2 separate regions of the Mus musculus genome follow, and region 2 is linked to region 1. Evidence: chromatin contacts called from public Hi-C data. All regions are on one chromosome and are shown on one strand. Each heading gives the region's core, a stretch centred on a gene start, on an enhancer-like site or on the middle of the called end of the contact. The rest is flanking DNA. Distances are from core to core; before and after follow the strand shown. Region 1 overlaps Palld (palladin, cytoskeletal associated protein). Region 2 overlaps Palld (palladin, cytoskeletal associated protein).

The links. Hi-C and Micro-C count contacts between places; a contact is called where the count stands out from the background.
Region 2: a Hi-C map of embryonic fibroblasts shows a contact between it and region 1, with 2.9 times the contacts expected there. The contact joins two enhancer-like sites. A contact is called at or near these places in 1 of 15 datasets of contacts at CTCF or cohesin (the NIH/3T3 cell line), 1 of 484 Hi-C or Micro-C datasets (embryonic fibroblasts), 1 of 115 datasets of contacts at active chromatin or transcription factors (neural tube) and 1 of 9 other capture datasets (adipose tissue).

Annotation. Positions count from the first base shown.
Region 1 is chr8:61,603,490-61,610,174 of GRCm38.p6, reverse strand. The region is part of intron 10 of Palld (palladin, cytoskeletal associated protein); the gene reads left to right. Among named protein-coding and RNA genes, the nearest start is that of Gm35254, 14 kb to the left of the region's middle. Within about 2 kb of position 3,279, at least 210 of the 459 cell types and tissues checked have an H3K27ac peak or open chromatin away from gene starts, as enhancers often do. A contact at or near this core is called in embryonic fibroblasts, where this site is marked.
Region 2 is chr8:61,799,844-61,806,528 of GRCm38.p6, reverse strand. The region is part of intron 2 of Palld (palladin, cytoskeletal associated protein); the gene reads left to right. Among named protein-coding and RNA genes, the nearest start is that of Palld, 100 kb to the left of the region's middle. Within about 2 kb of position 2,563, at least 41 of the 459 cell types and tissues checked have an H3K27ac peak or open chromatin away from gene starts, as enhancers often do. A contact at or near this core is called in embryonic fibroblasts, where this site is marked.

The DNA of each region.
Region 1 (6,685 bases), core at 2,030-4,529:
CCCCCCCTTCCTCTCCTCCTTTTCACCCTTCCTCCCTCCTCCCCTTTCCCTTCTTTGGATTATAGATTCCCCACCTAGTCTCAGCAGCCCAGATGTTTGTCTCTCTGAAGACAAGCCCAGCAATGAGAGCCCTCCCAAAGGCTAATAGACAGTTGAAACACTAGCATGGAAATATATGTAATCTCTGGGGCTCTTTAAGTATAGATTCCTTTTCTTTGGGAAAAAAAGGCAATCCCTGTGAAAAAAATAATTTTGGCATATATCTTGATATATTTCTGACCTCATGTTTGAAGATCTAGGTAGTATCCACACCCCCTTCCCCCCGTAACTATAACTGTAAGATCAAGTTGAAGCTAAAGCAAGATGATACAAAGACACTATTATGATTTTACCAGAATCCTAGATTTTTAAATTTGTGTTCTCTAGCTATGTCATGTCCAACCTTTTACTGAGAACCCAGGCACAATAGAAGGAAGACATGAGAACCTTCACCTGGTTCTGAGCAAAGCAACAGTAATGTGCAGAAAATGAGATGAGTTCAGCCAGAGACATTTGAAAGATGCTGTGATGGTGTTGGTATGAGAACTGAGAACTGCTCACCTCCGTTCCATCTTGCTCTGTGAGCTCCCAGTGTCCTGGAGTCATCCTAAGCTCAGGGCAAGGTGAGGATGAGGAAGGCCAGGGACAGGCATGGAAGAAACAGAGTCAACGGGTAAGCTCTTTCTTCCGAAGAGGCAGCATGAAATGAAGGAACAACAGATAGTTGTTTCCAGTCTGTCCTTCTGGGTTTTGCTAGCATTTGTTAATCATTCCCAAGGATTGAGACCTTGAGTACATACTGGTGACACTGTTCAATATTTCTGGCATAGAGTTTCAATATTTCCTATACCTAGACTAGTTCATTATATAGTCCAGGCTAGCCCTGAATTTCTTGTCTAGCCCAGGCTCACCTTGAAATTATAGGCCTCCTGTCTTAGCTGAATTGCAGTCATATACTACCACATCCAGTTAGAACAGCACTGTTTTCTCTTAGCAGAACTGTATGGTGCTCCTGTGGTAGAAGGAAATAAAATGATGCACAGGTTCCCCACTTCCTGGGACTGGGGAGATGACATAATGGTAATGTGCTGTATAACAATGATGATCTGAGTTCAGAGCCCATGTAAAAGCCAAAGGTGGTGACGTTCCTCCATCATCCCAGCACTCCTATAGTGAGCTAGGAGGCAGAGACAGGAGAATTCCCAGGAGTTCACAGGCCTACTGCACCAGTGAATCTCAGAGACTGTCCCAACAGATGGGAGGCTACAGTAAACAGCTAAGGTAGTACTTTGACAAACATACAAACTCACTGTACATGTCTGCATACACACACACACACACACACACACACACACACGGGTGGGGGTGTTAAAAAATTCACAAGTTTCATATGTTGTAAAACTTAAACAAATTTGAACCCATAAGCCACACTGTAAAACACCTGAGACTCATTGAGGGTATAAGTAATAGAAATAAATGGAAGCGTGTATTTGAGTACGAGTGTGTGTGTGTGTGTGTGTGTGTGTGTGTGTGTGTGTACATGCACATGCGCAGTGAGATGAGACAAGGTCTCGATGTGTAGCCCTAGCTGGCCTGGAACTTGCTATGTGGACTAGGCTGTACTCAGACACAGAGCTGAGCTTGCAGAAGGTACATTTATGCACTGTCTACAGCCAAGAATGATCTGAGTCTTCTCCAACAAAAGTTCATCCAAGCCCGTCTCAAAGTATCCTAAATAAAGAAGGGCAACACGGCACAAACTTTGAGAACTTGGTAAGCCAATTGCTGCTTCCACATCACTCACCATGGTAAGCACTATGGTACCAGGACAGGGACAAGAATGCTTTCTGGGTCCTTCAGTATGCTTTGTGCAATGACCAGACTGGTAGCTTTGAGTGTTGGTAGCAGCATCTAGCACAAAGCCTGGCAAATAATGAGGCCTCAGCAACTACCACAATGGACAAAGGAAGAAAAAAGATCGTTACTGGTGGCTAAATAAGAAATAATACCAACTTTAGTATATCCTGTATATTTTTGTTTCTAGCCTCTGGAAGTGAACTCCATTTTTGGTTTTGGTTTTTTGGTTTTGTTTTGTGTGTGTGTGTTTGTGTGTGTGTGTGTGTGTGTGTGTGTGTGTGTTTTGTTTTTGTTTTTATTTTTGTTTTTGAACAAGCCTTGGGAACAAACTGTGGATATTAATTGCATAAGGGTACCTTTTGAAAAAAATATTGTTCCTTCTTAATTTTTCAGTCCAGTTAGACAAAGGCTAATTGCTAAGGGAATAAAAGCTGGAAAACTGCTTTGTTCAGCTTATTGTTTCAGGTTCCCCTTTGCAGTGTGGATGATGTGTTTATTTGACATAATAAATACCACCGGCCACTTTGTTCCAAGACCCAAAAGGCTGTGTGCTTGCTTGGGAGGAATTTCTCGGTTGTTTATACGTAAGGAAACACTACTCTGTTTTATTGGATGGGGCTGGGGCAGCTTCTTTCTTAAATAGGGAATGTAGAGCGGGGAGCTTTTTTCCATACACATCCAAGCTGAGAGGCCAGGAAGGATTCTTCCACGCTTGCTTCGGATGCCTGGCTGTTCTCAACTCCAGAGAGCAAGGGAGACAGAATTCATTGGAAATGTGTCTCCTTTGGTTAGGAGCACAGACCTTTACTTTATGTGTTGGCAGAGCCACTTAAGCCTGTGCTACATATTTTCTTAAAGTATTAGCTGGAACATTTGGCATGGAGAAAGTTGAAAACCAAACCAGATCACACTCTGTCAGCCAGAGCTAAGTGGCAGGATGCTGCCATTAACCTTTAATTAAGTAGCCTGGGGTGAGAAGGATTGAGGGTTTGGGTTATTTTACGGTTTACCTGGGGTTGGTTTCTTTCTTTCTTTCTTTTTTAATACATACCTTATTACATGAGAAAAGCAGCGGTGTGAAATACACACTTTGGGGTGAATTCCAGTGACTGCTGCAGAGTAACAATCCTCCCAAACTCTCTTTCCTTTTGATTTGCAGAAGGTACTCCTTAAATGGGCATAACTGGTGGCTGATTGGCTAATGAACTTCAGAGAAGGCTGAGTCAGAGCAAACAGTGGAAGCCAGCTACGTGTGTGTGTGTGTGTGTGTGTGTGTGTGTGTGTGTGTGTGTGTGTGTGTGAGTGAAGGGGGAGCAGTGGGCAAGGGGGCGGGGATGAAGGCAGTCTGCAAGCTTAGCAGAATGTTTGAACGAGACAAAGAGCAGTTCCAGCGACCAAATAAGGAAGTCGATGCTGAAATCTTTCAGAATAGAAGTGTGTCAGAGTGGAAGCAATCTGGGAGAGGGAAAGAAATGCGGCAGAATGGCAAAGGAATTTCTCTCTCTCTCTCTCTCTCTCTCTCTCTCTCTCTCTCACGCACACACACACACACACACACACACACACACACACACAAAGTCGACAGTGAACGCATCTCTAGCTATTAAACAGTGGTGAAACATAGAAACATACAGGCTGTGTCTAGCCTTTTCTGTGGTATTTTGTAGACAACTGCAGACATGCTTAGAAGCTCTTAGAAACTGCTGAAGTAATAAATAAACTGTATCTTGTAACACAGAGACACACAAAAACACACAAGATGAATACTGGGAAACTCCGTGGGCCCTCTCTTATCTGTAACTATTAAAACTTTGTAAATGAAAATAACTGAAGTTACTAAGAACCTTGAAAGACAATGTTTAACTATCTTAAACCTTGACTTTAAGCATCCTTTAAAAACAATGCAGACTACTTACCCTAATAGTCAAGTATCCATTATGTACTAGGAGTTCCTTACTGTGTATAGTTTAAATATGCAAGTTGTTACTGAAGTTGTTGAAGAGAACCTCCATTGTGTGTCTTCAAAATACCACCTTCCAGACTTCCCAAAGCAACATTATGAATGACAGTATGGATGAGGACTAATATTATTATTAGTAGTAGTAGTATTAGTATTTGTCTACACTATGGTTTAGACAGGACATGGCTTGAGAAGAAGAGTTTCAAATACTCCTAGGCATAATAAGAAATGCCATCTGATTTGCTTTGTGTTCTTGTCACTGGTTGGTGCCACAAACCCAACATTATGGAATTTCTTTCCTGATAACTAGAAACCTATTTAAATGGACACAGCTAATGAGGAATACAAGGCATTGGTCCTGAGTTAGCTTTTTCAAAATCTTGAATGAACCTAAGTCCTTTGACAGCTTTAAGTTAGGGTAGAGAACAGATCTGTTCTTCTCTTCCCACTCCAGATACACAGGGGGACCACCCACATTTGAATAAGGACGTATTAGACCTCTATCTAATAAGAACTAGAAGAGTCTGGGCACAGATCTGACAGATGGGCGATAAACAGTCTCAACACCCCAAAGACTGACCACCACCTTTAGATGACTGTAGCATGCTAAGTACATCCTGGGTCTACACCTCCTTAAATGTAAACATAATCTTCACTTAGTGCCACCTGCCCCACTCTTCTGTAACATGCAAGGGTTGTGTCACAGTCACAGTCAGAGAATTGAAAATGGAAATTAGACACTATTATACTCAAAATTGTCTCCTTTAGATGGTCAACTGCAGCCTAGAAATGCTTCATAAACTGACTCAATATTTAAGAGCAAACAACAACAACAATGAAAACAACTAGCAGGGAGACTGAAGAGGTGGCTCAATGGGTAAGAGCTCTGGCTACATTTCTAGAGGACCCGTGTTCAACAACAGAGCAACTTAAAGCTGCCTGAACTCCAGTTCTAGGGGACCCAATGTCTTCCTATGGCCTCTGTGGTCACGCATGCATATGCACAGGAGTATGGGCACTGCAAACATATTCAGGCAAGATACCTATTCAGGCAAAATACCACATAAAATACCAATTTTTTTTTAATTTAAAAAAAAAGGTCAAAAAACAAAAACCCCACATGTAAAGCTATACTTCCAGAGACACACTTTCTCCAACAAGGCCACACCCACTCTAACAAGGCCACACCTATATAAATGAACCTATTGGAGCCATTCTTACTCAAACCACAGGAGGTCTCACACTGGCCTGGAACTTACCAAGTAGGCTAGGCTGGCTGGTCATCAAGTCCCAGGGATTCATGCACCTGTCTTTGCCTCCCCAGTACTGGGATAACAAACACATCTGAGTACATTATGTGGGTTCTGGGGGTTTAATTACCAATCGAACCACCCCCCAGTCCCAGGCATCGTATTTCTTAAACCACTATTGCCCTTGCACTGAGGGAATAACTCAAAAGAGGGAAAATGTAAAAGTCTAAAAATGTTTAATGTAACACATACAATTTTTTAAAAATTAATAGCCCAAAATATAGCTAAGTTCCTTGTTTTAATTAATGGAGTGTTATGTAACAACTAAGATTAGTGCTGATTAATACTATGAAGGCAAAGATATTTATGATCAGTGGTATAATTTTCCAAGGTTATCTTGTAAAGTTATACTGCTGGAATCCAAAGATCTGGATGGGGCAAGGGATGAAGAAAGTTGAGGGCTAGTGTGTTATGCCTACAGATATATTTTTGTTGTCTTTATTTGAGTGATTTTATAGCACATCCTTTTTTTTTCCAAAGACAATAAAAAGGCTAATAAATAAGAGGCAATTTCCAGAAGAAGATTCCTGACTTTAGAGTTTATCTGTCCAGAAAATATAAACCAAAAAGTTGTGGTTAAATGATATTAAAATGGACAATCACTGATAGAATGGCTTTGCCTTCTGACCTAGTGAGTCACTTTGAGGGAAATAGCTGTACATTGAGAGAAACGTAGTCACAAAGCAATGTAGCTGTAGAGGCTTGGTGACCTGTCTCTGTGATTCCCCAGTAGAGCTCTGAACCATGCAAAGTATTGGAGGTAGTCAGGGTGGATACAGGACTAAGCAGGTCTGAAAGCCCATTGTCTTAGTTAGGGTTTTACTGCTGTGAACAGACGCCATGACCAATGCAAGTCTAATAACATTTAATTGGGGCTTCAGAGGTTCAGATCCATTATCATAAGGCAGGAGCATGGCAGCACCCAGGCAGGCATGGTGCAGGAGGAGCTGAGAGTTATACATCTTCATCTGAAGGCTGGTAGCAGAATACTGGCTTCCAGGCAGCTAGGATGAGGGTCTTAAAGCCCATAACCACAGTGAAACACCTACTCCAACATGGCCACACCTTCTAATCCTGCCACTCCCTGAGCAGAGCATATGCAAACCATCACACCCATCCTTATCCTGCTTGATACCAAGATCCCAGAATTCTAGACTCTCTTCTCAGAGGGAGCCATGCATTTAATGTTAAAATGCAAAATTCACTTAATATCAGAGTTAGGTAATGTTATTGAGTAATAATAATGTTATCAGTTTGGATAATTTCTTTGCTATAAAAGACATAAAGACTTCCATAGGACTAGGAAGGAATTTATGTAAATCAATCATTTGAATCATTCCATTTAGAAAGGAAAGTTAATTGACTTAAAATAGTACGTGAGTTATTAGCATACCGGAGTGTCAAAAAACAGAAGAGGAGCCTGACAAAAAAAACAAAACAAAAAATGTATATCTCCATGGGATTTCCTGTGATGGATTATAATAACAGCAATTATAGAGCATTAGGTGCAATCTCTACC
Region 2 (6,685 bases), core at 1,314-3,813, 200 kb before region 1:
AATTTCTACTGCCCCAGAAATGAGCTTTGAAACCCCTCCCCTCTCCATTAACCCAACATTACAAAGATTTTCTTGTGAACAACCAACAAGTGCCTTTCCATAGCTCCCCTGTGCAGTAATGATGACACACATAGAACTCTTGGATGAAAATGGAAAGAATGTGAGGCCGGGAACCCTTGTCCAGCACCATGCATGTAACTATCATGTCATTTAACTCTATGTGTGCAAGACCAGTAGGATGAGCAAGCTGCTATTTTCTGAGATACCAAATGAGAGAGCATGTGAACACATTGCCTCTGAACCACTCCTTGGCTTGGAGCCGAACCAGTAGCCTACACAGTGTAGAGATTTAAGTTTTCAAAGCAATATAGGAGAAATGATGTAAGGGGAACCCCCTCTAGATTCGTGAGAGAGCACATTTGCCATTTTCTCATGGTGACATGCTATTTGAAATCACTGGCTCTAGGGTCCTGTCCTCCCTGCTGATAGAATGTCAGTAAGACATTCTTGACTAAATTAAATCCCATTCCGTAGAACCCAATAGAGTAATACTCTCATAGATTTCTCTGTATCAAAGATGCCATGTGAGTATTGCTTGTTGGCTTATATTCTATCATTTTCTCTGAGACTAAACAGAAATATACTTTAAACAATGTGAGTTAGTCAGAGCTTTGAGCACTTGAACAAAGTTACAGTATAGCCCATCATTTCTCCTGATCCTCAGGAGACTGTGGTTACAAGGCGACAGGGGTAGCTGGGCATTTTCCACCCAAGTAGGGCTCTTCACAGTATTATTTCCAACCTTGGAAGAAAAGAAAGCTGAGATCCTCTACCCACTGATTTTAATATTCTCCAAAGTCATGGTAAACCATTAGGAACTGGAAATGTCCCAAGCTTATACAGCAACGCCTGTCTTAAGAGCACAGAGAACATTTTTATAGCCTTACAGTTGAACATTGGCTTGAAATTCCTTTATGTATCATAGTATAGACTTCACTGTTACCTTGATGCTGATCCAAATTAGCTTTCCTATAGTTGATCTTCTAAAAATTCAGGCAAACAAATAGAGAACCAAATCTCTACATTTACATTGGATCTAGTAAAATAGAGGTAGCCAGAGATTTATGGACTTTCCAAGTGAGAATGTAAGCCAGATCAGTGTGCAGTTATATATTAAAATCACAACTCCAGTCATAAAACACCCCTAATGATCCTAACATCAGTTTATCAATCCCTGAGTTTTTGCTTCCTGAGATCTAGGAACCGACCTCATTTCAACACTAAAGGAGTTTAAAACCTTGTTAACAGTCTACATTCTTGATTCTCCATTAATTCTTTTGTGGATTTAAAAAATGTTTTCTCCTAGAATTCTTTAAGAAAATTCAAATATCGCCTTGGGCCAAAGAGATAGGACCAGGAGCCCCTTGGACCACAGGGCGATTGGTTATTAACATCTGTGACAGAGCAGTTCATCCCACCACCCCAATGCATTTATCAATGTCTAGGGATATTCTGCTTGTCAATACTGGGAGAAAAGTGTACTAGCGTCATCTAGTAAGTGGAGGAGAGCAATGCTGCTAAACCTATCATATCGCACTGGAAACTCCACCACCATCCTGTCCCAACCACAAACAAAGATTGTCAGGAGCCCTGCAGTTAAGCAATCCTGGTGTATCTGCTATGATCCACAATCCATGTGATCCACAATCCATTAAGCTTGCCTTGCACATGCTTAGACTTCTAGGCTGAGGTGGAAGCAAGAACAGCAGAAATTCAACATTATCCTAAGCTTCATACTGAGTTCAAGGCCAGCATGAACCTGGTAGGCCCTTGTCTGAATGGGGTGGTGGTACATGAACAATTACATACAAACTAAAATAGTTTCCACCTTAGACTTGTTTTACTAGGATCCATCATATTGCTTTTTCCCTTGAAGAAGAGCAATTGCTTACTTACATCATTCAGTAGCAGCCCTGCTTGGCTACAGCAGCAGAGAGCTCACCAAATTTCTCTAGAAAGACTGTCATCCGGCATAGGCTCTGCCAGGAATGCAGAAGCTCAGAGAGGCGTTAGGGCTCAGGAGTTACATACACCAGCAGTTACAAAGGGCAGAAATGCCAACATTCCCGACTTTTCTATTTTTCTCCAACCACATTATCTTGGAAATGGTTAAGGTTAGCCCTGAAAGCAACTTTTTTCCTGTAGACCATCACTCCTTGAGTGTATCAGTTCTCTTAGCCAGCTTGTAAGATTTGCCCTGTTTCTCCTTTCCCAAACAAAAACCTACAATCCTGGTTGGCAAAATTTTCAACAGCCAAGGCCCAGCCATCAGTTGGCCTAACAATGTTCAGATGACTCATTAAGTAAAGAATACAGAGAGGGCACCTAAGCTGGGTGTCATGTGGTAAGTGACTATAAGTTGGAAAGAATTATGGGTGGAAGATAAGACCCCCAAGGACAGTGCTAAGAGGCTCTTTTCCTGGTGCCTCTTCCAGGACCAGTCATTTGGGCAGAAATAGAGTTGAGTCACTCTTAAGGTGAAGCTGATGCTGACGGACAGATTTGGAACGGACTCCATGTGGTCTGGGAATGCCTGTGGAGTGTCCATTCCTATCAACAGTGATCTCAGACACTTGTGCAATTCTGAATCATTGATTTGCTTTTCTTCCCTACTGATCCTAAGCCCAAATTCCTCCCAGGATCATTGGTAGTCCTGGGAGGTTAGATTTGTAGAAGAAAAAAAAATCCCTTGGGGCTAAACTTCTGGAGCTACAAACAGATTCTTGATGCTGAGGCTTCAAGAAAAGCTAGAGCCTTCTAAAGCCAGGAATCCCCAGGTGCGTTGTCTGCTGATGTTAATGAAGGCAAAAAATAACTTTAGAAACTTTGGAGGCAGGTCCCAGTTACAATACTTCTTGGGTTAGTTCACAAAATCAGTTTTTGAGAGTTACAAAGTGCAGTGTTTTGAAAAATAGCATGTTACGATTCTACTAAAACTCTCTTCAAGTAAAATTACTTTCCTCCAGCCAATTTTGTCCTGCAGACCTTCCCTTCCACAGAAACCCAGAATCTGAAACCTTAAGCAAGGTGGCTCTTGGAATTTTCCAGCATCTTATCTGCACCTTAATAGTGAGTGTCTATATTTGGGCCAAATATCAATCTTAAAGTAAAAGTTTCCTAAAACAGCAATCATAGATAACAGGAAGGTTTCACTAGAAACACCAAGCAGAAATGTACTGTTTCATAAAAGCTGGCCCTAACCCAGTGAAGTCTGTATTCCTTTTACAGTGCTTAGATGTGCCAGAATTTGTTATTCCTGATTGGAAGTATGATAAATTGTGCTTCGAGAAGTTATCAGTCTGATCCCCTGTCTGATCTAATGGGAGCAGCTGCATTCCACTGCAGGTAGATTTCTTTCCTCAGCTTCTCCCCTCTGGGCCAGACAGGTGTGGCCTAAACTCAGTCTAGATAGAACTCCTCAAAAAGCCCAGGTGCTGTCAGACTCCAGGATGAGGTCAGAAATTGGCTCAAATCCCTCTGAGTCAGAATTCTGAATCATCTCTTTTTTAAAGCTATTCCCCATCCACTTCCTCCTGTGACTATTGATACATCTGCTTTGCATCAAGGCCTTGTAGCCTTGAGACCTTTCCTAGGGGTACTCAGTCCATTGGACCCATCGCCATTTCCCACCAGTGCAGAAAAAAATATATGAAGCCCCTACCTTTGTATTCAAAAGCAGGGAAAGAAAGAGAAACAAATTTAAATATCTAATCCAGAGATGATGCTCTGTATTATTGTTAAGAAAGAAACGCTTAGGGAATTCTTGAGGGTGAGAGGTCTGATGCCAAACTGTACTGAAATCCAGATATCATCAAAGACTCTTCTGAAACCATGAGAATCAAGCCTGTTCTCCTCCCTGCCCTCCTCCATCCCCCATCCAGTGCCAAAGTTCTTAAAGGTTTCTGAGAAATCTCAGCCAATGCTTTTTTTCTAATGGTTCATTTTACTTCCCCTTAGCATACACACGAGCTGCCTCTGTTTTGTCCCATGTCAACCTGAATCTAAAACCAGTCTTTTAGCAGGTTTTACAAGGAAATCTATTCTTACTAAATGTCAAACTGTAGGAGGATTTGCCAGAGCCCCCAGAACTGGCAAACTTAACTCCAAATTCTTTCCCCAGGTTGACCAGAAGTCTTAACTGCTCCATAAAAGTCTTAATGTCAGCTGGCTTCCAATGGGTATCTATGTATTTTTTTTCCAACAAATAATACTTTTCCTCAGAAAAATAATTTCAAGACCAGTTAGTACCAAACTATTAAAATAACATGAGAAATCCATAAGGTTAGTACTCTCGTTCTGTATAATAACTATATAACAATAACATATTGCCATATGTTTTTCTTTATGTGACTTATCAAACTCTTAGTGTATTTTAAGTAGTAAGGTTTTGAATTTTGTTATTCTAGTAAGAACGAGTCTTTGTGATGATCCCTAGTGCTCTGAAAAGTATGTACAGGGACTGGCTGAATTGTAAGTCATGTCTGCAGGGTGCATTAGAGTCTTAGGAACAGTTAGCCTAGCATATAAGTAAACAAGAGTGTACTTGGGTTCAGAGGGACAGAACATCATAAAGTGAGTAATGAGTTGAAATCTGTGTAGAAGAGTTTCCTGTGTTTATGCAGAAGGAGAATCTAGGAAGCAATGTGTGCTGTCGATTGCTCTACTGCCGGTAGAGTGATACCGTTTCACCTTCTTGCAAGGAGAGATACCACCACAGTGCCCTCACACACAAAGGCATCAGAGATATTTTAGTAACATTTCAAGTGGGTAAGATGAGTTACACAAAACAGGGAATAGGTCCTAATCCCAGTGATCCCAATGAAAAGGAGACCATAACACCTCCCTAAAACTTTGAAGTGAGAATTAGAGGTGTAGACGTATAATCAGGCTGGTGTATAGAAGATCCTCGACAAATAAAACAAAGAAAAAAGTCACCATCTTTATCTCTATAATTTTTTTTTCTAACCACCACAGCAAACTGAGTTTGATTGACACTTCATCTACATCCTTGAACTTAATACTGGACATTCATTGAACTTGGTATTATTTATGTATTATTAATTCTATTTCTATATAATATTGCTGTAACCTTTGAACTGTGTTTTGAGAAGTTCAACTTAGGCATGGTTCTTGCTGAAAATTCCCAACTTGAGATTTTATATTTTATTTCCTAAAAGATCTTAATTAGTCTTCCTTTTCCTGATAATGACTCAATATGGAATTGATAGTAACCTTCTGACACTGAATGTTTTCTTTAGAGAAAAAAATTAACAAGAGATGAGGCTGTAAACTAATTAAAGTCACTTGTTTTGAGAAGTAATTTCCAATATATGGATGTAAACTAAGCAATGGTAAGGTTACTCTTATGCTGTTAAAATTTTTATATGTTTCATGAAGAGCATTCCCAATAACACATAGCAAATTCACATAAGAGAACTTTGTTTTAAGGGAAAGAGATCATGCCCAAATCAGGAGAAATTCTACCTAGAACCTTAAGTATATGGAAATACTTTTATTTTGAGCCCTAAAAGATATTAGCTAAGTTGTGTTAAAGTGTGCCTTGAAAATCAACTTAAAAATAATATAAAAATTAATAAATTAATCTGCTTCTAACATTCATGAATTATCATGCCTATGGATCAAGTTGTAGGGGAAAAAAATCAGGTAAGGTATCACACTTGATTTTTCTACTTGATACTGACTCCTCTTTATTATGATTTATTGCTTAGATTCCATATCATTCTTTCAAAGGTAGCAACATGAAGTATTACATTAAAAAAAAAAAAAACCTCCTCTTAGCCTGATCTGTCTAAAAGCCAAGATAAAAATAATAGTGTTATTATACTTTGTGGGACAACAAGTCTTACAGGATCAAACTTGAAGAAGAATCTAGGTCATTGTCTTGACAGATATGTGCTATAAAAGCTTGAAGAGTCGTATATGTCTAGGACCATGCCAACCAATCACCTGATCAAAGCTTTGCTTCTGAGATTTACATGTGCACAAAATGCAGTTCTCCCCCTTCCTTTAAAAAAGTCAACTGTACAAAGATTGTTAGAAGGAGCCAAAATAATTACAACCAGCAAAGAAATGACTATCTCGCCATCTCCCGTATAATCCTCTCATTTATTGGTCTCTATTGGGTTTTTTAAATCACTATAGAAGATTTTAAAGTATGATCAATCTAATCTCTCATTTGCATGTGGATTCCCCTCTCTATTCTTGAAAGTTTTCATCTCTGCTTCTTCTCTCTAATTGAAGAGAACAAGAGAATGCCTCCTGTCCGCTGACGTGCCTATGTCTACCCAACTAAAAAATAAAAATAAAAAAATAGTCATTGGATGAAGAGATTATCAGTTAGTACGATAAAAGGAAAGAGAGGGTCCTGATGAATAATCAATTACTTGGTTCTGAAATCTAGATCAATAACAGAAACGATCAAACTTACCCAGCAAGCTATCTTTCAATACTTGAATCCTTGGGCCAGAAACTGAATGAGGAAGAAGTCAGAAGACAGGAAGATCAGACAGGAAAAATGATCTTCTACAGATAAGCAACACAAAGGAAATGGCAGTCATAGCCACAAAGGGTGAACACAAGGAGTCCTCGGCTGGGAAAACTACTG